Regions from separate parts of the Zea mays genome. Here region 2 is linked to region 1. Evidence: chromatin contacts called from public Hi-C data. All regions are on one chromosome and are shown on one strand. Each heading gives the region's core, a stretch centred on a gene start, on an enhancer-like site or on the middle of the called end of the contact. The rest is flanking DNA. Distances are from core to core; before and after follow the strand shown. Region 1 holds the start of LOC100191612 (60S ribosomal protein L6-like). Region 2 holds the start of LOC100284070.

Region 1 (3,869 bases), core at 485-2,984:
CTCATCACCACTAGATTCTTCATCACTAGAGAAAATATACTTTGGCATTGATCTAGGATATACCTTTTTCTCCTTTGCCATCAAGCATGTATGTCGTTCGTTGGGGAAGAGTGATGACTTGTCGAAGGCAATGGTGGCGAGTCCTTCGTTGTCGGAGGAGTTGCAGCTTGAGTCCCACTCCTTTCCAATATGCGCCTCACCCTTCTTTTTCTTGTAGAACTTCTTCTTTTCCATCTTCTCCCTTCTTTGCCTTTTCCTAGTCATCACTTTCATAATCTAGACATTTAGCAATAAAATGACCAATCTTACCACATTTGAAGCATGCACGTTTCCCCTTTGACTTGTTGTTATTGTAGCTCTTGTGCCCCTTTAATGCGCTCTTGAAGCGCTTTATGATGGCCATATCCTCATCGTTGAGGCCGGCTGCCTCAACTTGAGCCACCTTGTTGAGGATCGCCTCCCTATCATTCATTTCTTTGAAAGCAATGACTTGCGATTCATTGGAGGGGTGTCCCCATTGGCGATGTCGTCGGTGTACTTGGCATCTTTAACCACCATTTGATGGCTAACAAATTTTCCAAACACCTCCTCGGGCACCATCTTAGTGTACCTGGGGTTCTCACGGATTAAAGAAATAAGAGTAGGATCTTTAACATTAAATGACCTCAACATGAGTCCACCAACTTCATGATCCATCCATCTCTTCCTTCCTTAGTTCTGCACTTGGTTCACTAGGGGCTTGAGCATGTTGTACATTTCTTGTGGCCCTTCGCCCTTCTTCATGGCAAACCTCCCAAGTTCACCCTCGAAGAGCTCCATCTTGGTTACTTTGGTAATCAAGTTTCCTTCATGCAAGATCTTCAATGTATCCCAGATTTCTTTGGCATTCTCCAAGCCATTTACCTTGTTGTATTCTTCTCTGCATAGAGAAGCTAGCAAAACAGTGGTAGCCTGGGAATTTCTATGAATTAATTATTCTACTTCTATATCATCAAAAATCTCATCATCAATATCTGGTATTTGCATTCCATTTTCTACCATATCCCAAATGCTAGGATGGAGAGAAAAAAAGATGACTACACATTTTATGGCTCCACCAAGAATAATCCTCTCCATCAAAACGAGGAGGTTTGCCAAGAGGAATAGAAAGCAATTGGACATTCGAGTTGTGAGAAATACAAGAATAGTTAAATGGAGTGCAGTTGAATTTAGATTTAACCTTTTTTTTGTTCTTGACGTCCGGAGGTGGTTTCCTCGCACGAAGGAGATGACAATGTAGAAGAGTCTATCTGGTTGGCGAGTCAGAGGCCAGAAGGATAACTTGCTCGATATCGTCTATGGTGATACGAGTCTTATCTTAGGTTAGTTGCGTATGAAAGAGATAAGACCTTTAGGGCTGTTAGCTTATGACATGTTGGAGAAAAATAGAACTACATGTTTTGCGTGTAACATAGGATACATGAAACTTTCGTGCTTTAAAGAATGATTTAAAGGGTAGAGATAGAGATAGAGAAGGAACGCGTTGTATTAATTTTATAGTTGAAGAAGAAACAATTAAACTTTTGTGATAGTTGATGAAGACAAAATAGTTTTTTTGAACGGAAAATATTTCGTGAGGTGCATGGGCCTCAACAATTAGGCCCACTACTACACGCGGAGGAGCCCGACGACCTAGGGTTTCCACCTGTAAGCCGCCGCACAGATATATATGCCGTGACCAAACCGTCGCTTCCATTTTTCGCCCGCCGCCCCCAGTCCCGATCCGAAGCTGTGCCTCGTACCATTTCGATCCAATGGCGCCGACGTCGAAGCTGTCGACGGGCATCAAGCGCGCTTCGCGGTCGCACGCGTACCATCGCCGTGGGCTGTGGGCCATCAAGGCCAAGAACGGCGGCGCCTTCCCCAAGGCCGACAAGGCCGCCGCCGCCGTGGAACCCAAGTTCTACCCTGCCGACGACGTCAAGCCCCGCGTTCCCAGCACCCGCAAGCCTAAGCCTACCAAGCTCAGGTGCCCAAGCCATTCCTTCAAGTCGCAGCCCGCGTGGTGTTCGTATTTATTTTGCTTGGAGATTTGATTCCACTTGCCATTCTTTTGTGCAGGTCGAGCATCACGCCTGGGACGGTGCTGATCCTCCTCGCAGGGCGCTTCATGGGGAAGAGAGTGGTGTTTCTCAAGCAGCTCAAGTCCGGCCTGCTCCTTATCTCTGGTGAGCCACGCTTGGTTCGCTGCCTCTGATCACAGCATAAGTTTTGAGTTGAAAGATAGATGTAAATGTTTACGCGCTGGTTGGCTCAATCTGTGAACTATATTATTTGTAGAGTCTGGTGTGACGACGTGTGATTGTCTTGCAACTGCACATTATAGTTGAGTTTTTAAAGAATCCGAATTCAGTCTGGACTATGGGACCTGCATGCGTGATATAAGGGCATCCAGGTTTTGGTGACAAGGGAATTGGAGGGGAGGAAATTTCATGCTATTCAAAATTGAATAGCAAGGGATTTCCTCCCCCTCCAATTCCCTTGTCACCAAACCAGTCCTTATACATTGCAGACGAGGTCCAAAGAAGGGTCTTGGCCCAGAAAGTTTATAACCTTACCTAAGACCTGGCTTCAGCAAATAAATATTTGTGAGGAAGGTAGAGTCTCGGCCACCAGAATGCGAGAGCTGAGAGAGAAACGGATGATGATTTCTGTGTTTTTTTATTTGCTGGAGCCCTACCCTCAAGGCTCATAGTAGCATCATACGCAACAGCTCTTGACCTTATAGTGCATTTGCGCCCTCATACACACGTGATGCCTAAGCATTGGTTCTTTGATGGCACTGTCACATGGTTAAAAAATAGACTGTTGGACTATCTGCATTTTCATGTCTTTGACTTGCTGGAAACAACTTTCTTATATAGTTTAAATACTGTAAATGAAGACTACTATTGTTTGGATTTATAAAATTACTTTTAGTTGAAGTTACAAGGGTAGGCCTGTTGCAGTGGTGGGAGCTGTCTTATTAAAATCATAGGTCACGGGTTCAAAGCAGCCTCCGTGCATTTGCAGTGGTAAGGCTTGCTTCTGTTTATCCCTTCCTCAACTCCACTCATGTGGGCCTCTGGCACTGGGTCTGCCCTTTACTTTTAGTTAAAGTTGTTAGAATGCTTCTGTTCACCGTTACAACCTTACCCTCCTGCCTGTCTAGCTGCATGGCTCTCTCTTCATGCATTCAAAAGAGTTGTATTTTTTCCTATCCTGTTCTACTTGATATTCTTTTCCTGTCATTAGTTTGCGTTTCTGTTATCTTTCAGGGCCTTTCAAGATCAATGGAGTACCGATCCGCCGTGTGAACCAGACCTATGTCATTGCTACATCAACCAAAGTTGACATCTCTGGTGTTGATGTCGCCAAGTTTGATGACAAGTACTTTGCCAGGGAGAAGAAGCAGAAGGTGAAGAAGACCGAGGGCGAACTTTTTGAGACAGAAAAGGAGGTAGGTGTCTGAGTAAAAAAGATCCATTATTTTGTCGACCCTTGCTTCATATCTGTTGAATCTGCAGGCATCCAAGTCACTGCCTGACTTCAAGAAGGATGACCAGAAGGCTGTGGATTCTGCTCTGATCAAGGCTATTGAGGCTGTTCCGGAGCTGAAAACCTATCTTGGCGCCCGGTTCTCTCTCAGGGATGGTGACAAGCCCCATGAGATGGTCTTCTAAGCTCTTAGTTTTGGAGTTCGGAGGAAGCTGTTTTGTCTGTGTTCTTGTACTTCTGAGTTTTGTACCAGTAGCGAATGTTTCATTGTGGTTGAAGTCTTCCTGCCAAATATTATAAGATCTAAGAAAGTTCTATCCGTGTTGGTGGTTCAGCATTGCACTATCTGCATT
Region 2 (3,869 bases), core at 728-3,227, 390 kb before region 1:
TCAAGTGACTTGTAATCAAAGCAAGAGACACCTAAGAGTGTGGTGGTCCTTGCGGGGTCTTAGTGACCCGATTGATTAATGGAAAGGCTCACTCAGTCTAAGTGACCGTTTGAGAGAGGGAAAGTGTTGAAATAGACCCGGTCTTTGTGACCTCCTCAATGAGTACTAGGTTCTTTGGGACCGAACCTTGGTAAAACAAATCACCGTGTTCATTCGATTGATTTTCATTTGATTTGTTTTCCTCTCTCTCCCGGACTTGATTTTAGTTCTAACGCTAACCCCGACTTGTAGTGTGTATTTAAAGTTGTAAATTTTAGATTATGCCTATTCACCCCCTCTAGACGACTTTCAAGTCCCAAGTTAATGGAACACTTTAGTGGTTCATCTTTGTCTATATCTTAGCATCCATAAGTATCATTATGTTCTAACAATAAGATATTGTGATGTCTGTGATAAAATAATGTAAAACATGGTGTTCACTTCCTTATGTGCTTCTTTGACTTTGTATCGTGACTAATTAAGTTATTAATTACTGTTTTCTATGTTCCAAATAGTAGATTGTTTTGGTTTTATCCTAAGTCAAACTTATCTAACTTTGACTAGGTTTATAGAAAAAATATATTGACATTTATAATTTCAAAATAAATGCACTATCAAGACATATTTCATAGTAGGTTTAATTAAACTAATTTTATGGTGTGGATTTTGGTGTTTTTTTAACTTGGCCAGAGTTATTGAAGTTTGACTTGAATACAAAAGTAGAACCACATACAACTTAGAACAGAGAGAGTCCAATCACACTTGGGGTATCCGCACAAATGTTTATTTTCTTAATTCATGTTTTTAAATATTTTTTAGGTACATGCTGTGACAAAAAAGAGTTCATAACATATAATTAAATCTATCATATTAGCTTGGGATATGTTTGGCTGTTAGCACAAAGTTTGGAATTTTAAGTAGTACTTTTTCCGTATTGCAGTAATTTTTGGCCCATAGCGCGGCCCGTATATCATGGCGTGTCTGACCTGGCCCGTCAAACTTCGTGACGTACTTGGATCGGCCAAAAATGTCCCTTTTAGCCCGGCCAGAAGCACACCTATAACCATAATCAAATGAGTAAAATTTAATATAATTTCGACCGTCATCACCCCTTCTCTCTCCCGTTTTATATTTAAAACAAATCACATCACCCCTTCTCCCTCCCGCCCGTTTTATATTTAAAACAAATCACAAATGTATGACCCCTTTCCGTGTTCTGCTTAAAGCAAAACTAACTAGTATATCACATAGAATTGGATGTTTCTAGAAAGAAGGCAGTCCTAAATTGTTTTTTAAAGATCAATTATGTAAATTTGTTTTAACAGTACATAGTTTTTTAGTTTAAAAAGATTAAGAATTGGATTTTTTAAAAAAGAGGAAATCCTAAGAAAATGTCATCATTTAGATCAAAACTATGTAAATTTTTTAGCAACAAATAATTATTTTTTTAGTTTTAATTTTAAAATCTTAAAAAGATGCATTCAAAATTTACAATTTGGTTTGGCGGGTGGGGAGGCCCGCACAGGCAAGTCCTGCAAAGTAAGGCAGTGTCAATACCCGCGCCAGCCTCTTCCCCCTTCAAAAATTGCGGTGCAGGTTTTGACCCCGCACTGCGAGCGGCTCTCACCGCAGCGCTTTGTTTTCCTTACTCATTAGTTTAAGGCAAGGTTCTACGCTAGCACCCCACCCCCTATATATGCCATCCACACAAGTGCGCGCATCCGCTACTAGCCAGTGTGGGACTTTCTTCCTCGGAACGATTTACTTCCCTCGTCTCTCGTGTGCGCTACCTCCTCCGCGGGGCTCTGGTTCCAAACTGTTTATTATTTAAAGCCTGGCCTACTTACAGGACCGTCTCGGCCTGGCCTGCTATGGATAAGCACTGCTACGGCCATCCTGGCCCATCAGGCCTACTTGATGCGCGCCTCTCTCCCTCCCAACAACCAGGCCACAAGCGCCCGAGCGGCTTAAACCCTAGCTCGCCGTCGTGCTCGGCTCGCCACCCCGCGCCTGCTCCTTTCAGGCCCTAACCGTTCGCCGCCGCGCATTCGAGCACACGCGGAAGCGCACCTAGTGCCATGGCGAAGAAGCGGAAGCGCACCGACGCGCCCGCAGAGGCGGCCGGCGCAGAGAAGCCTGACGACTCCGCGCCGGCGCGCCCGGAGCGCACGCTCTTCGGCTTCAAGGACCTGGTCCCCGACGCCGAGCCCGCCTCCGCGGGCGCCGAGGCCGCGGTGGCGCCGTTCCGGAACAGGGAGAAGGTACTCATCACCTGCTCCCGCCGAATCACGTATAGGTGAGTGCTCCCTGTTTTTCCGCTTGCAGTCTTGTGAGATGGGTGATTCCGTTCACGCGTGCGTGCTCGGCGTAGGTATCGGCACCTGATGCAGGACGTGCTGTCGCTGCTCCCGCATGCGAAGAAGGACAGCAAGGTCGAGTCGAAGCAGAGCAAGGGGAACGCGCTGAACGAGCTCCTTGAGCTCAGGAGCTGCTCCAGCTGCCTTTTCTTCGAGGTATAGATCTTCTACTCTGCTTCCACCCCGCACGGTGAGGATCTTGTTAGCATTGACATGACGGTGGCTGCTTACGCGCGGGAACAAGCTGTATAAATCGCAACTCTTAATCTCAAGCTTGGGTTTTGGTCCATGCTTTCGTTCTATGGATGTTCTCTGGGATCCCATGTATTGAGGAAGCAACTTCCATTTTGCTCTGGTTCTAAATTCTCTACTGGGCAATGGATGTTTTCTTTGACTGCATTTGTGCCATCCGCCATCCCACAATTATAATTGTTCAATATATGTATGCATTATACTTCTCAGTTCTGTTAGCTTATTGAATTATGTGGGTGAAGTTTTTTCCTTCATGTATTACAGTGCAGAAAACAGAAGGATCTTTACCTTTGGATGGTGAAGTCTCCTGGAGGACCATCAGTAAAATTTCTAGTTAATGCTGGTATGCTATGGCCCAAATGGTACTTACATTGGCAGTCTTATGCACTGCAGTCTATAACATGTATGCTTTTGTGATGAGCTAACAATTAATCACGATGTGATGTTTACTGTAGTTCACACCATGGAGGAGTTGAAGCTTACCGGTAACCATCTGAAAGGGTCACGCCCACTTCTTACATTTTCTACAAATTTTGATGAGCAACCTCATTGGAAGCTTGTGAAGGAAATGATAACTCAGGTATGTAACTGGTTTCACATGTTATGCCATACCTACATATGGCTAAGCATTTTAACAAGTTGATGAACTGCACTTATCTGTCCAATTATCTAGATTTGTCCGTGACGTTCATTTTGCTATGAAAACAGCTTGATTTTCTAATGATAAAAATCTAACAGGATTTTGCAAACATACAACAAGGTCAAACTCCACTTCGCTATTTTAGTACTGGATGTCTCAATGACAGATGGACCAGGACCCACCTGTCATTGGGGCACCATGTGGTAAAAGAGCAGACTGGTGTTTGACGCAGTGGTGGTTGTCCAAATTTTCTAAATTCAAATTGCATCACTTTTTTGTTGTATTTTAAACCATAAACACTGACGATTACCATATGCTGGCTCCATTTCTTTTTTGGGAACATAAGAACATCTTGCGTGCTGCTATCTAAGCTTGCATTTCCATTGCTCACTGTAAACCAAAAAGCATGGTTATTAAAGCGGTAAAACGTTATGAACCGCCTTTTTAACATTTAAACGGTGAAACAAACGTTGAAACGTCTTTTCAAACTTGACATAGAACTTCAAATATTGAATAAGTTCATACATAAGTTGAGTACTTGAGTTCAAAAACCAAATAGCATAAAAGGAAACAGATCAAGT

What was found. A called contact is a pair of places that touch in the nucleus more often than the background predicts.
Region 2: a Hi-C map of leaf shows a contact between it and region 1, with 7 times the contacts expected there. The contact joins the promoter of LOC100284070 here to the promoter of LOC100191612 in region 1. A contact is called at or near these places in 3 of 25 Hi-C or Micro-C datasets (ear, leaf and tassel).

What each region holds. Positions count from the first base shown.
Region 1 is chr4:133,178,216-133,182,084 of Zm-B73-REFERENCE-NAM-5.0, reverse strand. LOC100191612 (60S ribosomal protein L6-like) reads left to right here and starts at 1,734. Exons shown (of 4, transcript NM_001137041.1): 1 at 1,734-2,008; 2 at 2,101-2,207; 3 at 3,297-3,478; 4 at 3,546-3,835. The coding sequence starts at 1,794. The coding sequence ends at 3,701.
Region 2 is chr4:133,571,283-133,575,151 of Zm-B73-REFERENCE-NAM-5.0, reverse strand. LOC100284070 reads left to right here and starts at 1,977. Exons shown (of 8, transcript NM_001156968.2): 1 at 1,977-2,335; 2 at 2,411-2,552; 3 at 2,913-2,991; 4 at 3,104-3,228. The coding sequence starts at 2,118. It overlaps LOC111591490 (U12 minor spliceosomal RNA), which reads right to left and starts at 1,705; the gene lies at 1,548-1,705.